Linked DNA regions of Mus musculus: region 2 is linked to region 1. Evidence: chromatin contacts called from public HiChIP or PLAC-seq data. All regions are on one chromosome and are shown on one strand. The core of a region is the stretch at or near the end of the contact, and the rest is flanking DNA. Distances in the headings are between cores, read along the strand shown. Region 1 overlaps Xdh (xanthine dehydrogenase). Region 2 has its middle 79 kb from the start of Gm31235.

The links. HiChIP or PLAC-seq counts read pairs in DNA pulled down with a chosen protein or histone mark.
Region 2: a contact with region 1 is called in an H3K27ac HiChIP or PLAC-seq map of large pre-B cells, with 2.2 times the contacts expected there. The contact joins two enhancer-like sites. A contact is called at or near these places in 2 of 15 datasets of contacts at CTCF or cohesin (the NIH/3T3 cell line and large pre-B cells) and 2 of 115 datasets of contacts at active chromatin or transcription factors (acute myeloid leukemia and large pre-B cells).

Annotation. Positions count from the first base shown.
Region 1 is chr17:73,903,329-73,909,687 of GRCm38.p6, forward strand. Xdh (xanthine dehydrogenase) reads right to left here. Exons shown (of 36, transcript NM_011723.3): 20 at 5,919-6,015; 21 at 4,293-4,417; 22 at 3,367-3,500; 23 at 2,876-2,963; 24 at 2,682-2,768. Among named protein-coding and RNA genes, the nearest start is that of Xdh, 44 kb to the right of the region's middle. Within about 2 kb of position 2,218, at least 22 of the 459 cell types and tissues checked have an H3K27ac peak or open chromatin away from gene starts, as enhancers often do.
Region 2 is chr17:74,157,170-74,163,528 of GRCm38.p6, forward strand. No RefSeq gene overlaps it. Among named protein-coding and RNA genes, the nearest start is that of Gm31235, 79 kb to the left of the region's middle. Within about 2 kb of position 2,537, at least 147 of the 459 cell types and tissues checked have an H3K27ac peak or open chromatin away from gene starts, as enhancers often do.

The DNA.
Region 1 (6,359 bases), core at 968-3,467:
CAGGCACCTTTGCCCACTAAGCACCACCTTTCTGGCCCTGCTAGCTATTTTATTTTAACACTAAATTATTCCAAGCTCATCTATCACAGCTGTGGCAAAGTGAGCAGTGCACACAGCTGCTGGGCTTATCCTTGCCATTTATGGCTCAAGGATCCTCAGCAGGCGCTAAATACAGAAATACCCAAGGACCATGTTTGACATTACTCAAGGTTTTATCCTGGCAGACAGATACTCATCATTAATATACAGTATGAGGACCTAGCCCATCCCATCCAGTATCCTTAATATGATAGATAGATAGATAGATAGATAGATAGATAGATAGATAGATAGATAATTGACAGAGATAGATGATAGATAGATAGATAGATAGATAGAGAGATAGAGATGACTAGATAGGTAAATAATAGATTGTAGATGGTAGATAGATGATAGATCAATGATAGATTATAGATAGATGATAGATAGTAGATAAGAGAGAGAGAGAAAGGGAGAGAGAGAGAAAGAATGTTTTAAGTCAACAGTGATACAAAATATTCTAAAAGGGAAAGGAAAGTGGCAGAAACACTACAGTCCTCAGGAATCAAGAAATGGTGTGGTAAGGAGTTCTAGGGGTTAGAGGTTTAAGGTGTTTGGTTATGCTTCTAGACCTCAACCTTTATGAAAATCAAGTGATCTAAAAATGTCAATGATTATAGAGACTAAAAAGGATCACCCCCTTAAATCCTGTTCTTTTTATCCAAAAGGTCAATAAAAGGTAGCCTAGCAAAGGTCTTAGACATTAACTATTATACTCCAACTGAATACCACATACACACTCATAGACACACACACTCACATATACATATACTCACAGACACACACATCCACATACATACACACACACAAACACATACTCATTCACACGAGTTGTGACCCCGTTCCTATAACCACATCTGCAAAATCTCATCAGAAACCTATGCTTCCATTTTCATGAGGCTCCATTGGGGTGCCCCAACACTCTTGTTCGGATGGTATCACAAAAAGTCAGGTATGGATCTAAGACTCACCACTCACCACCTGTAGCCATTTATAAAGCCCTACCCACACCCTAAATAAAGCCATTGTAAAGCACATAAGACCCTGGACTTTCATGCTCACTTAGCAAAAAGACCTCTTACTGACTTTCCTTCTGGATGGTGCCAAGGGTCTAATAAAGAACCAAGGCCTTCACCATATCCCTGCTGTTCAGTAGCTAGTCAGACTTTAGCAGGCTTGGAGCCACAGCTACTGTGTGTTCACAATTACAATACCCTATGCTTCCTTGACCTCTAACTCAGACTACATAACTTTCTCTCTTGCTCTTTCCATCCCCTTCCTTCCAGTAGTATTTGGGTACAGTTATTTGAATAAGAATGGCCCCTATAGGTTCATATATTTGAACATTTAATCATAAGGAAATGGCACTACTTGGGAGGGATTAAGAGGTGTGGCCTTATTGGAGTAGGTGTGGCCTTGTTGGGTGAAGTGTGTCACAGGGGGTGAGCTTTGAAGTTTCAAAAGATAATAATAAATCAGTACAAATAAAAGACAGAGATTAACAGAGTACATTTAAAAATATGATGTAACTATATTTCTTTGAAATTTTCATTTCAATAATAATAGTAATCATAATATAATATAGGTAGATTGAAAGCAAAAGTTTAGAAAATATAGCATGTAAATATTAAACAAAAGGTACAAAACAGACTTTTAGTAACATTATATAAAGGAGAATTGTGAACAAAACATTATAAGAGAGAGATTATATAATGATAAAACGTCAGTTTCCCCAAAGCATACTCGTTGGTTTGGTCTCAAACAACAGAGAGGAAATACAGATGAACTAACAATTTCAAGGGCTCAAAGAAGAACAGATGAAAGAACAGGAAATCTGCACTTACAGTCAGAGGTCGCTGTGCCCCTTTCTCAAGATACAGAGATACTAGACTGAAAATTAGGAAGGAGGTAGAAGAACTCAGCACAAGCCAAAAGCAGCTACTGGACACCATAAGTAGTGTCCAGTACTCTACTTATGGGAGACAGAAAGCAAAGTCCTCCCTAAAGCTATGTTAGCTCCTCGAACTGTGAAAAGATAAATGTCCATGGCGTATATTATTGAACACAACTGAATTTCATCAGAGGATGTCTCTGCACCAGGATGGGATGCCCTGCAACCTAACTCCCTGAGTATGCTTTACTTTGTAAAAAGTCACTTCCGTTTCCTGTCTACAAATGCCACCTGGCCACCTCTCTGAGCCTCTGTTTTGAGCTGACTGGTTTGTAAAGTGTTCTTTGCTCGTTTAAGCTCTCTGAACTTAATTTTTGCAAAGCTTTTATTTTATAAACAAATATTACATCTTTTTGTCTTTTTCATGAGCATGCACATGCACACACACATACATACACACCACACACACACACCTGAAGATGTATACGTAATAGGGCTAGCATGGCAAATATCTTGAACAGAAAGGACGAGTTACTAATCATAGATATAATATGGTCATTCTCTGCTTAGAGATTGTCCAAGGACGGGAAGCTGAAAGTGAGGAAGATTTAGTTACGTGGCTATACAGAAATAATTGGCAGGGATGCCCCCAGACTGTGCAGCACACCCTTGGCCTTCCAGTCACTCCTAGGGGCAGGCAGATACTACTTACACTCCGAGAGAGATCCTCACTGTTCCCGCCATTGCTGAAGTGAGCCACCTCCAGTGCCACTATAGTCCCAGTCTTCATGAAGCCCACCTGATGAAAGGAGAGTCATTCTCAATATCACCCATGTCTGTCTGTCTGTCTGTCCTGGTCCATCCCACCCATTTATCCTACCCGAGTAGACAGAACAGATCAATCACCTTGTATTTAGCCAGGAAGGGATGTCTGCCACCAGTTATGAGCATGTCCTCGTCTCGGTCCAGCATGCAACGTACAGGGCGGCCTGTCCTGGGGCAGCGGGGGATCAAGGAGGTTAGAAACCTGTAAGCCTCCTGCAGCCTAAGCCCCGTGTGTCTCAGGATGCTAAACAGTACGGAGGTTTGCTTTCCATCTACACACTGAGCTTTTCAGTGGTGGTGCTGTGCTGAAGAACACAGGAAATGCCAGGCTGTGAGTCCTCACCTTATTCCTAGGGAGCTTAAGCTAGTTGGGGGGTGGGGGTGGAGAGAGAAGCCATGAATACAATGTACAAAGAAGCTGGGGAGGGTATCCCTGCCCTTATGTTCAAGGGTTTGAAACAGAGAAAACTGAGAAATCAAAGTAGGGACAATTACTTTCAACAAGGGGAGACTCTAGAAGGCCATCCTGACCAGCTGGCATTGTAGCAGGAGAAGGGGGCCTAGAAACTCACTTGTATGCAGCCAAGGCCACTGCTGTGGATATCAGAGTGCTCCGGGTCTCCTTCCCTCCAAAGCCTCCACCCATTCTTTTCACTCGGACTACAATTCTGTTGTCTGGAACACCCAACATCTTTGCAATAAAGCTCTATACAAAAGAAGAAAAACAACCTTGCATTGACACATCCTCTGGACCTTTTCAAGGCCTGACCTCAACCTGTCCAACATGCCTGGGCCTAAGCACTACTATGAATTCTGAAATTTCTGAAGTAAACATCTTCCCCACCTCCCAGTGGTGACTGGTGCCAGGATCCAGCACTCACTGGTCACCACCAAGTGAATTCAGGCAACTCGGATATTTCCTTTTTTACCAGAAGGGCAAGATAACAGCATGCATTCAGGGTGAAAAAAAAAAAATCATCTCACTTGGCAAGGACTTCTAGGTCAGAATGGTAAGAGTAGATACCAAAAATCCTGGCAACCAATATCATGTACCAGTTAGTACATGTACATACACCTAGTATTGTATTGTATTGATAGTGCATGTGCAATATCATATACAGACAGCTGTATCTGCTAAGTTAATGGTCCTTATGGTTATCACATGGTCCCATACTTGATTTTAAACAATGAGATATTTGGGCAGGATATGCCTTGGTATGTGCTGGCCACATAGCCTCAGAATTATAAAAGTGAAGACTCCCTAGGTTCTAGTGCAAGTTCTAAAATGTATCTGATTGATGAAATGACGCTAGCAAGCCCCACCTTACTAGTTAATGTTAAATGGCAAGTTCAATGTCCCTGGTGGTGAACAGGCTCTGATTCCAAGACTAATACTCATGTCCCTCTTAGGATCTATATCTAGTATCTACTTCTTCCTGTTTCCTATTCTGCCCGACCTGGTCCACTAGGAGTTCTCCTGTCACTGCCTTGAGCTGACCTGGGTTTTCATGGTGTTCTGTGTGCTCACGAAGAGCTCCATCTCGCCTGCCTCGCCTTTCGGCACGGCAATGGTGCAGTGGGTCTCCAGATAGAAGTGCTCCTGGCCACCAATATATAATTCTCCTGGGGGAAGCAATGAGAGACCCCTGATGAGCCCAGATCTGTACAGGGATATGCCTGCTGTGGTGGCTAATCTTGATTGTCAACTTGACACATCTGGGAACTTCAACTGAAGAATTGTCTCCATCAGATTGTCTTGTAGACATGACTGTGGGTCACTTTCTTCACTGCTAATTGATAGAGGAGAGCCTACCCGCACTGTGGGCAATGCCATTCCTAGGCAGATGGGCCTGGGTTGTATAAAGAAAATAGCTGAGCAAACCAAAGAAAGCATGCCAGTTAGCAGTGTTCCTCCATGCTTAGTTCCTGCTGCCAGGGTCTCACCTTGGCTTCCCTCAAGAACAGACAGGAACCTGTAATCCGAAATAACCCTTTCCTCTCAAAATGCTCCTGAGCAGTGTTTTATCACAGCAACTGAGGCGCGAACCAGAACACTTGCTAAAGGAAATAGTCCACCAAAGAACCCCTTGTTGTTCATGGTCACCTCTGGTGACCAACTGGGATGGGAAAGGGTCTTAAAGTCCTAACATTCTGTGAGTTATGTCTGTCCATCCAATCCTCCTCCCATCAAGGCAGCCAGAGTAACATTAAATACTGAGGCCACTGGGCACCTGGGATTTCTAAGATGAACATTGTAAAGTTTTATACAAGGTTAAAAAAAAAGAGAGAGAGTTTGGCAAGCATGATTGGAAACATATCTTTCAGAATGGAATCAACCACTCCTGTAAGAAAACTAGTTAGCCTGCTAATAACTTAGCGGGGCCAAAGGGTCAAAGTAGGAAGTTATCCTAAGGGGACTGAAGGATAGCCTTGGCCTGGGCGGGAAGCTGTGGGCCTAACTCATAGAGTTAGATTTCAGGGAGGGTGGGGAGGGGCAGAAGTTCAGACAGTGGTTAAAAACATCTTCAATCGAGGCAGGCAGATTTCTGAGTTTGAGAACAGCCTGGTCTACAGAGTGAGTTCCAGGGGCTATACAGAGAAACCCTGTCTTGAAAGAAAAAGAAAGAAAGAAAGAAAGAAAGAAAGAAAGAAAGAAAGAAAGAAAGAAAGAAAGAAAGAAAGAAAGGAAGGAAGGAAGGAAGGAAGGAAGGAAGGAAGGAAGGAAGGAAGGAAGAAAGAAGAGAAGAGAAGAGAAGAGAAGAGAAGAGAAGAGAAGAGAAGAGAAGAGAAGAGAAGAAAAGAACATCTCCAGGCATCCAGTGAGAATGGAGAATCTGTCCCAAAGCTGGATGCATCTGTGGCCATCATCCTCCCTACACAGCCTTCCAAAGACATAATGTAGGATCAATTGGGTATATCCAGCCCAGAGATGGAAGAATGAAGATTTAAATGGGAGAGGCTCTGTCCCTGCTAACTACAGTTTCATTCTGAACACCAGAGGTTTCTTGCATTAGAAGATGCTGTCACCTCACTTCCCTTCTGTAAGGCTCCCTCCGTGTGCATCTCTAGAATTTAATTCACAGACCAATACCCCAGTCCTTCCTGCTGCTTGGTGCCACCATACCTGAGACAACATTGTCAGCTTCAGAAAAGCCTTTCTTGAGATCTCCTTTCTCGATTTTTACCTCGGGGCCATAAAAGGAGTTGTTCTTTATAGCATCCTGAGGGTCAGAAAGGAAGCTTCAGTACCATGGCTTTCCAGGGAGGGGGGAGGGTTCTGACGAGGAAGAGAGAGCCTTTCTAAATTACTACCCCTCCCTCCTCACAGATGTGCCTCCCCGAGCTCCTGCATACCCTAAAGCTCGCTCTACTGGAGCTCAGGGCATCATGTTCTGTCCATCTCCTCAGTGAGGGACAGACATCTCTGAGACTTCTGGAAAAGCAAGAGAATCCCACAAGGAACCACCTGCCACTAAAATGTGGAGCCGGAAGAGCCCAGCAGAGTCATTGGTGGCTTGAACCCAGGATGGTGAAAGGTAAGACTTCCTGGAGCATAAACTTTGGG
Region 2 (6,359 bases), core at 1,287-3,786, 250 kb after region 1:
GATGTGAATTGTCAACCCTGGTTTCTTTACATGGTGGGAACTGAACTCAGGTCCTCATCCTATGTACAGTAAGTACTTTACCAGCTAAGCCAACTGCACATCCCCATCCCTGAGTTCTTTTAGGTCTCAAATATTCAAAGGCTGGATTCTATGGCAATAGCATTGTCTCAGAAACCAGCAGTACCTCTGTGTCTTGCACCATTAGGAACCTAGCATGTTTCCATATTTACAGTTCCTATAGCTGGTCACCTTCCTTGTTCACTCTCTTGCTTGAGATCTCCCCTAAATGAATAATTACCTTGAGGCTCTCAATCTTGAATGAAATTCCTACCTTGAACTTTATATGTAGATATCACTCAAAAGCTTTCTCAAGAGTTGGAGAGGTGTCTCAGCATATAAAGTACTGACTGCTTTCTCAGAGGACCTGGTTTGATTCCCATCCCCCACAGGTTAGCTAGCAACCCTCTGTAACTCAGTTGCAGGGAATCTAATGCCCTCTTCTGGCCTCTGTGGGCACCACATGTACATGGTGTAGACACACACATGCAGGTGAAACATCCATGTACATAAAAGAAAAATAAATAAATCTCAAAACAAATGTAAGTTTTCTCATCCTTATTTCTTAGTGAGTCTAGAAGCAGATCTATTTATCCACAAATATCAATGCCCCAGTTCTCTGGTGTCTCTTTATTCCTTTTATTTTTGGGCTATACTAGCTAATAATCTCCTGATCTCAGTTTTTAAAATTTTAAGTCAAGGTATCACTATGCAGCGTTGGTTAGCCCCAAACTTATAAACCTCCTGCCTCAACCTCTCATGTGCTGGTTTTACAAACATACACTACCACACCTGCCTCCGTTCCTTTTCATAATGTTCCTCCCAGGCAACAAATATAAAGCAAACAAATCTCTAATACCATTTTGTTGTAATTTTTCCTTGAGAAATTATGATTTAATAGTTACTATGGTCTGCTCCAAGTAATTACAGTAATTATGTAATCACTGTAAATTACAAAAAAAAAAGTTACCATTCTTGTTCTAAGATTCATTTATTTTTTTATTTCATGTGTATGAGTGTTTTGCCTGCATGTACATATGTGCACCACCTGTGCTCCTGGTGCCCCCGGAGGCTGGAGAGGGCATCAGAGTTCCTGGTACTTGAATCACTGTTGGTTGTGAACCACCATGTGGGTGCTTGGAATCAAGCCAGGTCCTAGGCAAGAACAGCAAATTCTCTCAAACACTGAGCCATCTCCCCAGTACCAATATTGCCATGCTTTTAACAACAGTTTCCACGCTGTCTAGCACTCAGTTAGGGGACCTATCATACCTATCCAGGAGCTTTCGCCCAACAGTAACCCTTTGACTTCCACATAGGAATCTGTCTTAGACTGTAGTGAAATTTAAAACTCTCCTTTAAGGATGCCACAGGCTGTGTGTGTGTGTGTGTGTGTGTCAATTACCTTGTCAGTGTGTGATACCCATGTGACAACATTTGGGTAAAAAAAAGAAGAGATGGTGCACTCACTTAGCTTAGTATAGAAAAGACACACCTGCTCACACTAGCTTATCCAGTTAGTCATTCTGTGACAAAGGCACTACAAGATGACGCTTCTCTGTAGGGATAATGTCCTGTGGACTGTGTAAAAGCATCCCCTGTCAATAAAGAGCTAAACGGTCAATAGCTGGGCAAGATGTAGAAGGTGGGATGTCTAAGCAATGAGAGGCTCTGGAAAAGAGTCAGGTGCAGGGGGATTCGCCACAGATATGCAGAAGAAGTATGAAACTGAGGAGAGGTAACTAGCCATGTGGCAGAACTTAGGTTAGTATAAAGGGGTGAATATAAGTTAAGAGCTAGTTAGGGAGCCAGCCTAAGCTAAGGCCATAAGGCATTCATAAATAAATAAGCCTCCGTGTCATTACTTGAGAATGGGGGCAGACTTAGAAAAAGCCAAATGGTTATAAATGGTACCCAGTGTGGTGCTTGTAAAAGCCAAGCTTAGAGCCTGGGGAAAATGGCCCGGGGGAGTGGGGGGGGGGGGGAGGGATGCCTGGGGAGGGTCATGAGGAGGGAGCACCTCTCAGAGACAAAGGGGAGCAGGAGGAAAGGATGAAGAACTCTGAGAGGGGAGACCACGGGGAGCCAATATTTGGAATGTAAATAAATAAAATAATAAATTAAAAATAATCCAATCTTAATCTGAGAGAGAGAGAGAGAGAGAGAGAGAGAGAGAGAGAGAGAGAGAGAGAGAGAGAGAGAGAGAGCGCTAAGTGGAAAGGCAGGGGGCAAGTACTTCCCAGGCATGGCAGAGGAGCTGAGCAACCTGAGCCTGTGGAAAGCCAGCATGTGCCTGCCGGAAGAGCCTGCAGCTGCCCAGAGCTGGGTCAGCCTGCACTACTCAGTGAGAAGCATGGCTCCTAATGCGCTCCCTTGGAGCAATGAGGCTTGGGTGTCATTTTGTGAGCTGTATCCGGGAGCCAAACCAGAGCCACCTTCCCAGAGTGGGTGGAAGTCAGAGGGCAGGCCCCGCCCATCATGGCAAGACGCGTGCGCTCACAGGAAAAGCCTGCAGACTGGCAGAGTCTGGAGGGAGTGATCTACCCCCTGTGGGTGGAGCCAACAGCTGATCAGCGAGATCTGTGAGACTCCACAGAGGCCAGCTACAGATGTGAAAATGGAAGGAAACGGTAAAAAGGCTCCAAACTTGATAAGACACTTGGGAAGTTCTTAAAAGTAAAGTTAGATAAAAAAGTTAAAAAGAATAAGACAAGTAAAAATGCAAAATGCAGTGACAGAGAGTATTTGGATTCCATTTAATTTGTTTCACTTATCAACATACATATAATTATTTTTAATAATGATTGCAATTTTACATATCCTTTTTAAGAGATCAAAAGAAAACAGATAAGAGCACTGAAAAGTTAAATGCTAGATTGGAGGCCATAGAACAGATATTAAAGGATTCTTTAAATCAGAATAAAGACACTTCAGAGGAACCCAATCTGGAACCTACAACAACAGTAAAAACATGTAGTTCCAGATGAGAAACATCCACAAATGCTTGGGAAATTAGAATGGCAACCCATAGAGATATAATTTACTGAGTTAAGAATGCAATTGCTGGGGCTGGTGAGATGGCTCAGCGGTTAAGAGTGCTGACTGCTCTTCCAAAGGCCCTGAGTTCAAATCCCAGCAACCACATGGTGGCTCACAACCATCCATAACAAAATCTGATGCCCTCTTCTGGAGTGTCTGAAGACAGCTACATTAGTGTACTTACATATAATAAATAAATAAATAAATAAATAAATAAATAAATAAATATTTTTTAAAAAAAGAATGCAATTTCTGTTTAATGATGCTACCTTACAGCAATGTCATACAACAGCTTATGTGTTTTATTTTGTAGCATTTTGGAGAATTAAAGTATGTACATATGTCAATGAACCATACAGTTGATTTATACTCGTGATTTCAATATGCTTTTGCCTGGAGTTCTAAAAAGGCTGATTATAAGATTGCACATTTATTAAAAATGATGGCTATCTTGAAAATGTCTTTGAAGATTGACGTTGATATTCCAACATGTGTATCCATTACAATTTTTTAGACATTATGGCATAGAACGCATTATTGTAAGATATTATCTTACAATCCTACAGGACAAACAATTGTAAAAAAGATTTAACTACACTGTAGCAGAAATGCTCAGAGAACAAAAGGAAGATATGGGATCCCCCAGAGAGAGATTAAATAATGCTTGACTTTCAATTGTTTAAATATCAATGAGAAAGATAGCACAGCTACTGAGAGACATCTGTTTGGGGTGGGGTGGAGAAGTAGAAGGGATTGCTGAATTAAACCTGCCTATCTAATTTAAGGATGTCCTAACCTCAGAATGGAAGAAAGAAAATGTGTCCTGTTGGGGGAGAGGTTTTGTCTTTGTTTCAACAGGAGAAAAAAAAAATCAGTGGATTCCATAAAAGTCAATAAAGATAAGGTTTGACCAAGGGAGACCTCCTGAAAAAATCTATGAAGAAAGCAAGAAAAATAACAAAACAGGAAGTATATACTGATCCTTCTCCATGGGAACAGCTCTAAGACATGAATGTCTCCAGGCAGAACTACAGCTAAGCATAGCCAATAAACCTCGATGGCTATAGAGTCCTCAGGAGTTACCGTGCCATCCTTTCACACGGCATGGACGGAAATTTACACTACAGTTTGGATATACGGTCCAAACAGACTTATAAAGTTTGATTCCTTTTCCCTGCTCAAACATAGAGCAAAGAATCTTTAGCTGAACTGTGCACATTGTACATTCCATCCATGTGCTAATGCAGAGACATATATTACCTTTGAAAGTATATGTTTGGAGAGCATAAGGACCAGACACCAAAGAAGACAAGACAAGTAGCCCAGGTGGTCCTGTCTCGTAGACTGCCTCAAATGATGCCTCCTCAAACACCTGAATCCAGAATTATTCAGCCTCACATCCAGCCAGGACTGAAGTTAAGCCCTGCACTTTGCCATCACCCAGAGACTGGACTCGATACACCTAGCTCTCCCAGGACTGAGCCAGTACCCTCCAAAGAATGTCACCCCCAGACAGCATGAAACAATTTTAAGAGAACATTCCCCACAAGTGGGGTGCGTGGTTTGGGTCCTCCAGTGGGTGATGCGTGTTTGTTATCATCCTAGAGAGTTGGTCACAGGTTGTTAATGGTCTTGGCCAGGGAGTGAACAGAGTAAAGAAGGCTAGATTCAGGGCTTTCTTTCTCTCTGTCTTGTTACTTCTTCTATCCTTCTTTCTCTCCTATCAAATGTTACAAAATAAAGACTATATTTTGCTACAACTATATATATTATTATTATTATTACAACTATATAGCTGTAGACCAGGCTGGCCTCAAACTCAGAAATCCGCCTGCCTCTGCCTCCCAAGCACTGGGATCAAAGGTGTGCGCCACCACGCCCAGCATGTTTCAACTCTTGTTTTAGGTATTATACCTATGAAATGCATTTAAAACTACAATGTGACATTCTTGTCCTTTTGTGAGCTACTGTTACAAACTGTTTAGGATGATTAAGAAATGCAAGTTAGTTGTCCATCAAACTTGTGGTCATGTTAGGTACTAGTTTAGTTAGTTACAGAAATAACCTTTATTTAGCTTCCAGTTGATGTTTTCAAAGTTGAGCAGATAGTGGATAGCTAGGAACAAGCAACATTTGCCTATACTAATACCCTATAGATGGATAGATGGTCTTCAAAAACCTCAAAGATCTATAAAAGATGTTTTTATTAATAAAAGTCTTTTTTGGCAGTGAGACATGTTTGCTCCTGGAAGAACCCTGTTCTACCTTAAAGGATATGATGAGCCTTGAAGACCCTCCATATGGAGTTTGCTTCAGATGTGGCAAAGCTAGCCACCAGCAACTACAGACAGCACGCCGTCCAAACTGGATAAGCAGGGCATGAAGAAAGTTGACTGCTAAGCTTCACAAGAACAAGGTAGGCAAGTCCTTCATAATCCCTGCTTCACAGAAAAGTCTGTCACATACTGGGCCAGAAGCCTGACGAGGATGGTCCAACAGTGTAAAGTAATCTTGGGTGACACAGGCAGCTCGCAACCTCTGTCATTTCTATAGTTTTGGAAGTTGCTTGTTCTACACTTCCTATATACTCAGGTAATGTTTATCCTTCTCAGTTTTCTGATAGGGTTGAAGACTAGATAATTATAGTCTCACAGTTAAGCTCAAATTGTTTAGGATTTAAAAAAATGTTTTAAGAACTAAAAATATTTATAGGTTGATAAATGCAAGTTATGATAGAAAGTGAATTGGGTACAGAACTTTGGACTCATCATAATAGGATATATAGTAGAGTATTTTCTCCAAGTTTGCCAAATACATATGGACTGGACAATGTGGGTGTAACTCTTACTTGATAGCTTTTACAATTGTTCTTTTTTTATACAGTTTATTGATTTTTAGAGAAAGTCTTTTATTGGGCTAAAAGGAGGACATGTAAGGATAGTCTCTTGTGCACTGTGTAAAAACTGTCAATATAGAGCTGAACAGCCAATAGCTAGTCAGGAAGAAGGGGACATTAGCAAAGAGAGAGGGACTCTCTGAGAAATAGTCAGGTGCAGGAATATTCACCACTAAGATGCGAAGGAAATTGGACATATGAAACTGAGGAGAGGTAACTAGCTATGTGGCAGAACTTAGGTTACTATAAATTGGTTTATATAAGTTAAGAGCTAGCTACGGTGCAAACCCAACCAGAGGCCATAAAACATTCATAAACAAGTAAGCTTCCATGTCATTATTTGGGAACTAGGGTGGACTGAAGGGGG